Regions from separate parts of the Zea mays genome. Here region 1 is linked to region 2. Evidence: chromatin contacts called from public Hi-C data. All regions are on one chromosome and are shown on one strand. Each heading gives the region's core, a stretch centred on a gene start, on an enhancer-like site or on the middle of the called end of the contact. The rest is flanking DNA. Distances are from core to core; before and after follow the strand shown. Region 1 holds the start of LOC100272797 (Nuclear pore complex protein NUP1). Region 2 holds the start of LOC100273544 (Auxin response factor 2).

Region 1 (4,391 bases), core at 196-2,695, 760 kb before region 2:
AGGGGTCTAGAGTTGATACCCAACAAGGGCCACCAACAAAAGGGGGCTCAGGAACTAAGCCACAGAAGACATAAAATTGGAAGTCGAAAGTTACTTAAAACAAACAGAGATTTGTTTTCCTAGTATAATAAATATAAGTAAATAATCTGTTCTACTCCCCCAGTCCAAATTAAAGTTCACTTCGGCTTTCTCCTAAATCAAACTTCTCAAACTTTGCCTTTGCCTGGGTTTTTAGAAAAAATATGTTATGAACTATAAGCTCAAGCAAATACTCAATCAAAATATATATCATGGAGAATTTAATGAAACTAATTTGATGTTATATATGTTGGTGTATTTTTCTATAATCTTGGTCAAAATAGAGATGTTTGGCTTAGGACAAAGACAAAATGAACTATGATTTAGAATGGAGGAAGTAGATGCTAAAAAATCAATAAAGCCTTCAGAAACAAGCTAAAATTGCAGGCTTGGAATAGACTCATAAAATGATCCTGAGGAAATGTTTTGAATTGAGTTAATTAATGAAAATAGTGCTTAACTGCTTATGGCAAACTCAGAGTCTAGTTGTATTAACTTATAAATCGTTTTGACAATCACTCAAATAAAGTAAAAATAAACAAAAATACATTATGAATTTATTGATTCAGCTTACATTGGCAGCCACTCCACCGTTTTCTTCACATTCTGGACGATCATCCACTATAGATTGAAAAGGGAAAAGTATGTTAGCTTGCCAGCAATAAATCAACGACACACTAGAAAAACAATACCACTCAGAGCATACTACATTCCAATAGTATCCCAAATCCATACTGAAAAATATGATAACTCGCTAACTTATTTAGCGCAGAAGCCAGAGTAAACGCCCAAATTCTGATAGCCAATAGCCCACAGGCTACATGCACAAGTAACATCTTAATCAAGTGTTGACTAAAGCTAAAATAGGTATTTCAACAGAGAAAATAGTACCAATCTCTAGGCTACAATCGCACGAACACTGAGCAAGCAGCAGAGCAACCGCAAACAATAAAAAATATGCAGAGAAAAACCTAAAGGTGGGGGAAGCGGCGAAGGCGGCTCGACGACTGGCAGCTGGTCGCGCGTTGGCGACGGGGCCGGCGCGGCTTGCTGAGGTTGAGACGTGCTGAAGCTGAACAAGGAGGGAAGGAATCGCGAGGTGCCGGCGGCTATGATCCGGGACAGCCACCCGCCCTCATGCGAAACCGCCGCCGTGGCGGTTCCAGGAGCGTGGGTCGGGGCGGTGGCCGGTCGAGCATATGGTGACGCAGCCACGGCGCGAGAGGGAGGGTAGCGGCGGATTTTGCCGCCGGTGCCGGCGCCGCTGCCGTAGTTGTATCGCTGGGACTCCATGCAACGGCGCTGTGGAGCTAGGGTTTCGCCGTATCGCGGGCGGCAAATCAGATAGCCGAACTTCACCCGCAGCGATGTATGCCTGCAGTCATGGGCATCGGACCGTCCGTTCCCATTCAACATCCAACGGCTAGACGCGGGGGCTGATCCTCGGCCCACGAAGAGAGAGCGTTTACACCATTCCAGTTCTGGATTAGCATCGATTGAAATTAAATCTATGTCATAATTCATACTTTAAAATAGTCCAAAACTACTTAAAAATTTTATTCGGTTAAATTCATCATAAAATATATCCAATGGTTTAGGAATTTTTTAAACTATGGATGTCGGCGTTTTGGACCTGCGAGGACCGTCAACCGACCAGTAAATTTGTTGTCGCGCGAGGGAGCGAGGGCGAGAAAGAGAGAGAGAGTCTCTGCGTGCTGTCTGTCTCGTCTGCCCCGCCTGTCCTCGACGTCCAACGTTGTCAGTGTTGCAACGTGTGTCCGTGACGTGCCTTAGGAAGGCCCTGGACATCCCCTTTTATAGATACAAGGAGATGCCCAGTTGTACAATGGGGTGTAGCTGCGAGCTAACGTGGCCGTCGGAGAAGCGCCTTGAGCCCTGTACACGAGCTATCGTGGCCGACGGAGAAGTGCCTTGAGCCCTGTAAAAGCACAGCTGTCGGCGTGGCATGGATACTGCTGACGTTGTCTTGCTTTCGTAGGAGGTTGAGAGCAATCCGACGTCATGGGCGCACGCGGGGAACCATCATTACCTGTTACCGGAGTAACCTTAGATGGGACACCAGTCTTGTTCCTTCATAGCCTGAGGCAACTAGCTAGGAGTAGGGTAATGATGTATCCCCTGTAGCGTAGTCGGTCCGAGGCCCAGGTCGGGCGAGGCGGAGACTTCTCTTGAGGCCGAGGCTGGGCTCGGGCGGGGTTGTGACTCCTCCCGAGGTCGAGGCCTGGGGTCGGGCGAGGCGGAGATCTTTTTCCGAGGCCGAGGCTGAGGCCGAGGCCTGAGGTCAGGCGAGGCGGAGCTCCTTGTTGCGCCCGAGGCCGAACTCGTGGGAGATCGTGACTCAGTTTCATCCTGGTGGTTGGCACGGTAGCCGGAGCGGGGTGAACGGCGTTGTTTTCCTGTCAGATCGGCCAGTAAAGGGGCGAAGTGACTGTGGTCACTTCGACCTTACCGACTGAGGCACGCGTGTCAGGATAAGGTGTCAGCCGATCCCCGCATTAAATGTGCACGCGATATGGTCGGCTGGTAAGGCGATTTGGCCAAGGTCGCTGCACGACAAAGTCTGCCCAAGCTAGGCTTCAGGCGAGCCGAGGGTGCGCTCATCGCCTGAGGGGACCCTCGGGCGAGGCGTGAACCCGTCCGGGACTACTGTTCTCGCCCAAGGCTGGGCTCGGATGAGGTTGCGTCCCTTGGTAGGCGTGGCCTTGACTTGAACCGCGCTTTATCAGCCGCGTATGGTTTGTTCTGAAGATGCTTTCCAACCGGATTAAGGAGCATTGGGGGTACCCCTAATTACGGTACCCGACAGTAGCCCCCGAGCCTCAAAGGGAGTGCGGGCACTCGCTTGGAGGTTCTGCCGGATTTTTGCAAGGGGACCGGCCCTTCTCGGTTATATTTTGTTCCGGTGGGTGCGCGCGAGCGCACCCGCCGGATGTAGCCCCCGAGGCCTCGGAGGAGTGGTTTGACTCCTCTGAGGTCTTAATTTTTTGCGATGCCTCGGATGGCCTTGTCGTTCCCTCAGACGGCCTGGCCGTAGCCCGGGTGCACGGTCAGGCTTCGAGTTTTCACGCTGGTTTATTGACGTGGTCAACAGTTCGGCCGTAGCCTAGTGCGAGAGCAGCCCCCGAGCCTCTGCATGGAGCGAGAGGACGATCAAGGACCGTCTCGACTTTTATTGTACGCCCCTTCGTCGCCTTTCCGCAAGGAGGAAGGGGGGAAAGCGCCATGTTACCCTCGGGGGGGCACCGAACATGGTGTTTCCAGTGAGTTGCTAGCGGGTGATCCGAGTGGACGCCCGAGCCCCGTTCGATAAGGGTCGGTTAGTGGCCCAGAGGCGCGCTCCAAAAGTACATATAGGTGATTTGCCGGACCCGGACCCATTCGATAGGGTCCGAGGGCTCGATGCCTCCCTCCGGTGGGATTCCGTTACAAAATCGTTCCCACTAATCTCGAAAATGTCCTAGGGTACCTCGGGAGCGTAGCCCGAGCCTCGGCCATGTAACGGACGTACCCAGGGTCATCCCTGACTCTGCGTGCTCTGGGGTGGCTGTCGAACCCTTCCGAGGGGCCAGCCTTCGAACCCCTGATCAGTAAAGGGCACGGAGCCCGAGTGCTCTGGGGCAGTTGCCGAACCCCGGAGGACGCAACCTTCGAACCCCTGATCAGTAGGAGGGCTCGGGGCTCGTTTCCTTCGCTGGGAAGGATCCTTTTTCGAAATATCCCCCTTTTCCGGTCCCTATGGCAAGAGAGAGAGAGGGAAAGAAAAAGGACATGAATTTAAATAAGGTGGCGCACCTTTTTTGACACGGTCATTATGACGGAGACGAAACGACGCCCGCTTCTCCTGCCGGAGGTGTCGCTTGCCCTGCCAAGGAGTTAATGCGACGGGACGGGCGATTCGCGGGGCGTCTGTTGCGTGTGCGAGTCGTTCGAGGAACAGAAAGACCGTTTCACCTTCGAGTTTGAATTCCGCGGCGGGTTCGGGCGAAGCCTTGGGTGGATCTCGCCCGGGCCTTTATATACCCGGAAGAGGGGCCGGTGCTGGTTCTTTACCCTGCCATTTGCACTTGCCCTCTTCTTTGGTTTCCGCAACCTAAGAGAGTAGACAGAAAAAAGGAAACCACCCACATCATCCCTTCCGCCTCCACCACCTCCGTTCGGCGATGGCTGACAAGGTGACCGTCATTCCGCCGCGTGACCCGTGGCCTTTCTCCACCGTCGCTGTGGAGGATCTGGAGACCCTCGTTGCCGATGGTCTGCTCCGTCCCCTCTCCGATGGGCTGCAGCCGGAGTGG
Region 2 (4,157 bases), core at 1,031-3,530:
GAAAGTCAAACTTCTTCTAAATTTTTCCAATGTCATCCAATCCATAGGTAACAAGATTAACCGAACAAGGCCTAAATAAAATGGCAGTTATGGTTTCTTTAGTCACCTGACTAAACTTGAGTGACTAAACTTCAATCACTAAAATACTCTATTTGGTTTCAGTTACTAAACACGACTAAAGAACATTAATTACTATATATATTGACCGATTTACCCTTAATGAATGCATGCGCACTGGTATAGGGGTGAAGGTACATGCGCTAGAGAAGGGTAAGGGATGGAAAAAACTACTTTTAGTCATCCTCTTGGTGACTAAAGAACTAAAGTTTGGTCACTCTACTTTAGTCACTCTGTTTGCTTTTTTAGTGACTTGGAGTCATATACTACAAATGAAAAAACCATAATCTCACCCTCCAACAAACCACACTGTCTATCCAAAATAGAAATTTGGCAGTGTTTGGTTGAAGAGCCAAGTAGAATGGAGCCGTTCTATCCTAGTTTTGTTGTTGTTTGGTTACAAAGTAACTAGAACAGAGTGGCTCTAAATAGGGAATATTCTCCTCAGATCCGGAACCATCCTACTCCAAAAATTCAACCGGACAGAGCCGCTCCGTTCCCAGCCCGCTCGCACAATCACGCGACTCAGGTACCTCTCTCCTCATGCGACTCAATGACTCTTCAACCAAACAAAGGATGGAGCCGCTCTGTTTCAGTTCACTCTGCAACCAAACAAAAAAACAGAGCCGCTTCGTTCCGGCTTACCAAACACAGAACAGAGCGGCTCCGTTCCTAGAATCAGGGATGGAACGACTCCATTCTACTTGGCTCCTCAACCAAACACTACCTTTGTTTTTCTAGAAAAATAAGGCACCAAGACCAAGTCCAAGCAGCACAATGCAAAGCTAGGGATGACAATGGGCTGGGTTCGGATCGAGTAGAGTAAATACCCGTCCGCGACCATACCCGCGGGGATTATCCATATCCGCCCATGACTATACCCACAGGTAAAATTTTATACCCATACCCATCGGGTATCGGGCGGATATCGGGTATCCGTCGGGTATAGCAGCTTGGTGCATTCTCCCTAAATGAAGTCTAGTGCAGTTCTGAGCGTCGCACATCGCCATGATCACCGGAGGCATATAATGTTGTTGCATAGTGCAGTCATGTAGATGTAGCCCTGGACATGTGTTGCTAATGTTTTTTTGTTAATAAACTTCCAACTCGTCAAAATCGAAGAGTAGCTAGCATAGTCGTCTGTGTATTAACACTCTCTTAGCTCAAGTACTTGTACTAGATAGCACTGGTACTACGTACTGGTACTTTATCAAATGTACTTGCACTAGTACTAAAACCAGATCAGAAGCATCAACAGACAGGGAGGTAGGATGAGCTGTCGAGGATGGAAGGCTAGCTAGCGTACTGGTAGTTTGAAAATCTAAAATCACTATTTTCGGATATCCGTCAGGTACCCGCGGGTAAGAAATCAAATCCGTACCGGATCCGTAATAAAATCCGGTCGGGCATGGGTAAGACTCATGGGTCAAATTTTATGTCTGAACACGTACCCGACGGGTCGGATATCCGACGGATATCCGAACCCACGGGTAAAATTGTTATCCCTACGCAAAGCTCGCCGATTAGACGAGCATTGGATCCTCAGCCCCTCACTCGCAAGCACCAATAGCCGGCTGACAGCGCCAATGGTTCCAAACCGCGTCTACCTCGGGCTTACCGGTGTCTTTCTCGACGCTAGGTGGCAGGTTATCAAAACTATACAGTCTATTAACAGACTAAACAGATAATTAAACAGTTTAAACAAAAAAGGAAACAGAAACTATTCACTGACATGTAGCGTTTGTCCGTGTGTACAGTAGATAAACTAAATGATCGTTTAGTCAAACATTGCCTCTGACCGGACCAACGCGCGGAGAGCGGCGCCCAACGCTGCTGCCAAAAGCACGCAAGCAAACATGGCAGTCGGGCTTGGCGTCCGTACAAACATAACAAAAAGCGGCGGCAGCAGTAATACAATTAAATATCTTACCCTGCCCCTTGCCCGCGGGGGAGAGACAGGCCCATGCACCCGGACCCGGGCCCGGCCCGGAACAACCAGGTGGGTGCAGCACACCGGCTGCCTTGGGGCGGTCGTGGTGGGCAACGCGAGGCGGCTGAAACTGACACACACAGACACACTCTCTCCCTCTTCCTCCCCTCGCTCTCTTGCAGTCTTGCTCACACAGCACATAGCACACACACGACACGCTGCGAGAGGGGTAAAGAACTTAGAAGGGCAGGCAGGAGAAGCGACACAGGAAACTGACGTCGCCTTCGGCGGCCTGCTACTTAAATAAATCCCCTCGCCTCGCCTCCGGCTGCCTCTTCCCTTTTTCCTTCCGCGCAAATCACTCAGGTGCCAGTTGCGCGGCGGAGATCGCGACGAATTCCGGACGGCAGGGAGGTGGTCGGGGGAACTGGGAAGTGCATGTGAGATCCGATGGCGGCGGCTGCCTGCGCCGGTGGGTGTGCGTGTCGCTCGCTGCTGGTTCGGGTGCTTGGGGCCCGGGCCTCCCCACCTCCAAGGGGTTTAGGTTTGTCTGTGACGAGGTTTATGTGCTTCTTTTGCCTGGGCGTGCAGGTGCGGAAGCAGGACGCGGATGCGGAGGGAAGGACGCGCTGTTCGTCGAGCTGTGGAAGGCCTGCGCGGGGCCGCTGTCCTGCGTGCCGCCGCTTGGGGAGAAGGTCTACTACCTCCCGCAGGGCCACATCGAGCAGGTGAGGCAGACAGGGAGGGAGGGTGCCCTGGCGATGCCCGTCTCTCGTTATTGATGTGGGTGCCGCCGCTGTATCCTCGCGTTTTTCGAAGCGCTTTTGGGTTACGCATGTGTGCATGCGTCGGAATCCTCGCCGAATTTCGCGTGATCGCAGCGGATTCCAGGGTTTGGAGGGGTTTAGGCGCGGGGTTATTTGATATGAGCGCGACGGGGTCCCTGTGCGGTGCGTGCCCTCGATTTGGGAAATTCCGGGCTCGCGCCTGCGCCGTGGCCCCGGATTTCAAGTCCTCGTCGTCCGCAACTTGGATTCGTGGTTCGGCTTCCTGTGAAGCCCGCGCATGTGCATGGAATCGTGGACTGTGAGGGGAATTGTCTCTGGCTTTTGGGGTTGATTCGCATGGCCGCTGCAGTCTGCGCTGGGGTTTTGCTTTTGATTTGGAGGGTTCGGCAGTTCTGATTTTGACGCGTAGGCACTTTGTCGCTCAGACCTCAAAGTCCCATGCGTCTTCTGATTTGGGGATTTTTTTTCTAGGTTTGACAGGTCCTCGGATACGTTTACTGGTCATTCCAGTGAGCTCATATGATGTTTTTTTTTCATTTCATTTGACCCTAGAGGCTTGGTCTTTCTTTAGTGCCTCTGCCTCGAATGGTATTACGAATCAGCGCCTTTATTGTTTTTTAATGCCATCCAAAGCTCCGCAATTTTTTACTTAGATATGCGGTGATTCCTCTTTCTAAGATTCTTGCGCTGCTCTATGTGATTTGGGGCGCTGATTGTGCGGGATTCTGTTGGTTTCTGCTGTGCTCAGGTGGAGGCATCGACGAACCAGCTTGCCGAGCAGCAGGGCACGCCCCTCTACAACCTGCCATGGAAGATTCCCTGCAAGCTCATGAACATCGAACTGAAGGTAACAACATAGCTTCTTTGCTGTTCACTGTAGAATGTTGTGAATGCATATTCTTTTTCCTCGTTTCCTTTGCTAGGTTGAGCCGGATACTGATGAGGTGTACGCCCAGCTCACCCTGCTCCCTGATAAGGTGGGTAACTTCTGGTTTTGCTTTATGCGTGCTCAGACTTGGAATGCTCAGACTAGTGTTTGATTCTCAGAAGCAAGATGAGAATACATCTACAACAGTGGAGGAAGAGGAGGTGGTGGTGCCTCCTGCGCTACCAGCCACAAATGAGGGTCCTCACATCCATTCCTTCTGCAAGACATTGACTGCCTCAGACACAAGCACACATGGTGGTTTCTCAGTGTTGCGCCGGCATGCAGATGAGTGCCTCCCACCATTGGTTAGGCCCTCTGAACCTTTGACTCATGTTGTTGTTGGTTTAACACTGCCTGTTGTTGGCTTAATGATGATGATGCCTTTGACGGTTCT

What was found. Hi-C and Micro-C count contacts between places; a contact is called where the count stands out from the background.
Region 1: a contact with region 2 is called in a Hi-C map of tassel, with 3 times the contacts expected there. The contact joins the promoter of LOC100272797 here to the promoter of LOC100273544 in region 2. A contact is called at or near these places in 2 of 25 Hi-C or Micro-C datasets (ear and tassel).

The regions. Positions count from the first base shown.
Region 1 is chr3:95,566,873-95,571,263 of Zm-B73-REFERENCE-NAM-5.0, reverse strand. LOC100272797 (Nuclear pore complex protein NUP1) reads right to left here and starts at 1,445. Exons shown (of 8, transcript NM_001360114.1): 1 at 1,050-1,445; 2 at 653-699. The coding sequence starts at 1,371.
Region 2 is chr3:94,806,122-94,810,278 of Zm-B73-REFERENCE-NAM-5.0, reverse strand. It overlaps LOC100273544 (Auxin response factor 2), which reads left to right and starts at 2,280. Exons shown (of 15, transcript NM_001320084.1): 1 at 2,280-2,519; 2 at 2,639-2,775; 3 at 3,584-3,682; 4 at 3,759-3,812; 5 at 3,883-4,068. The coding sequence starts at 2,498.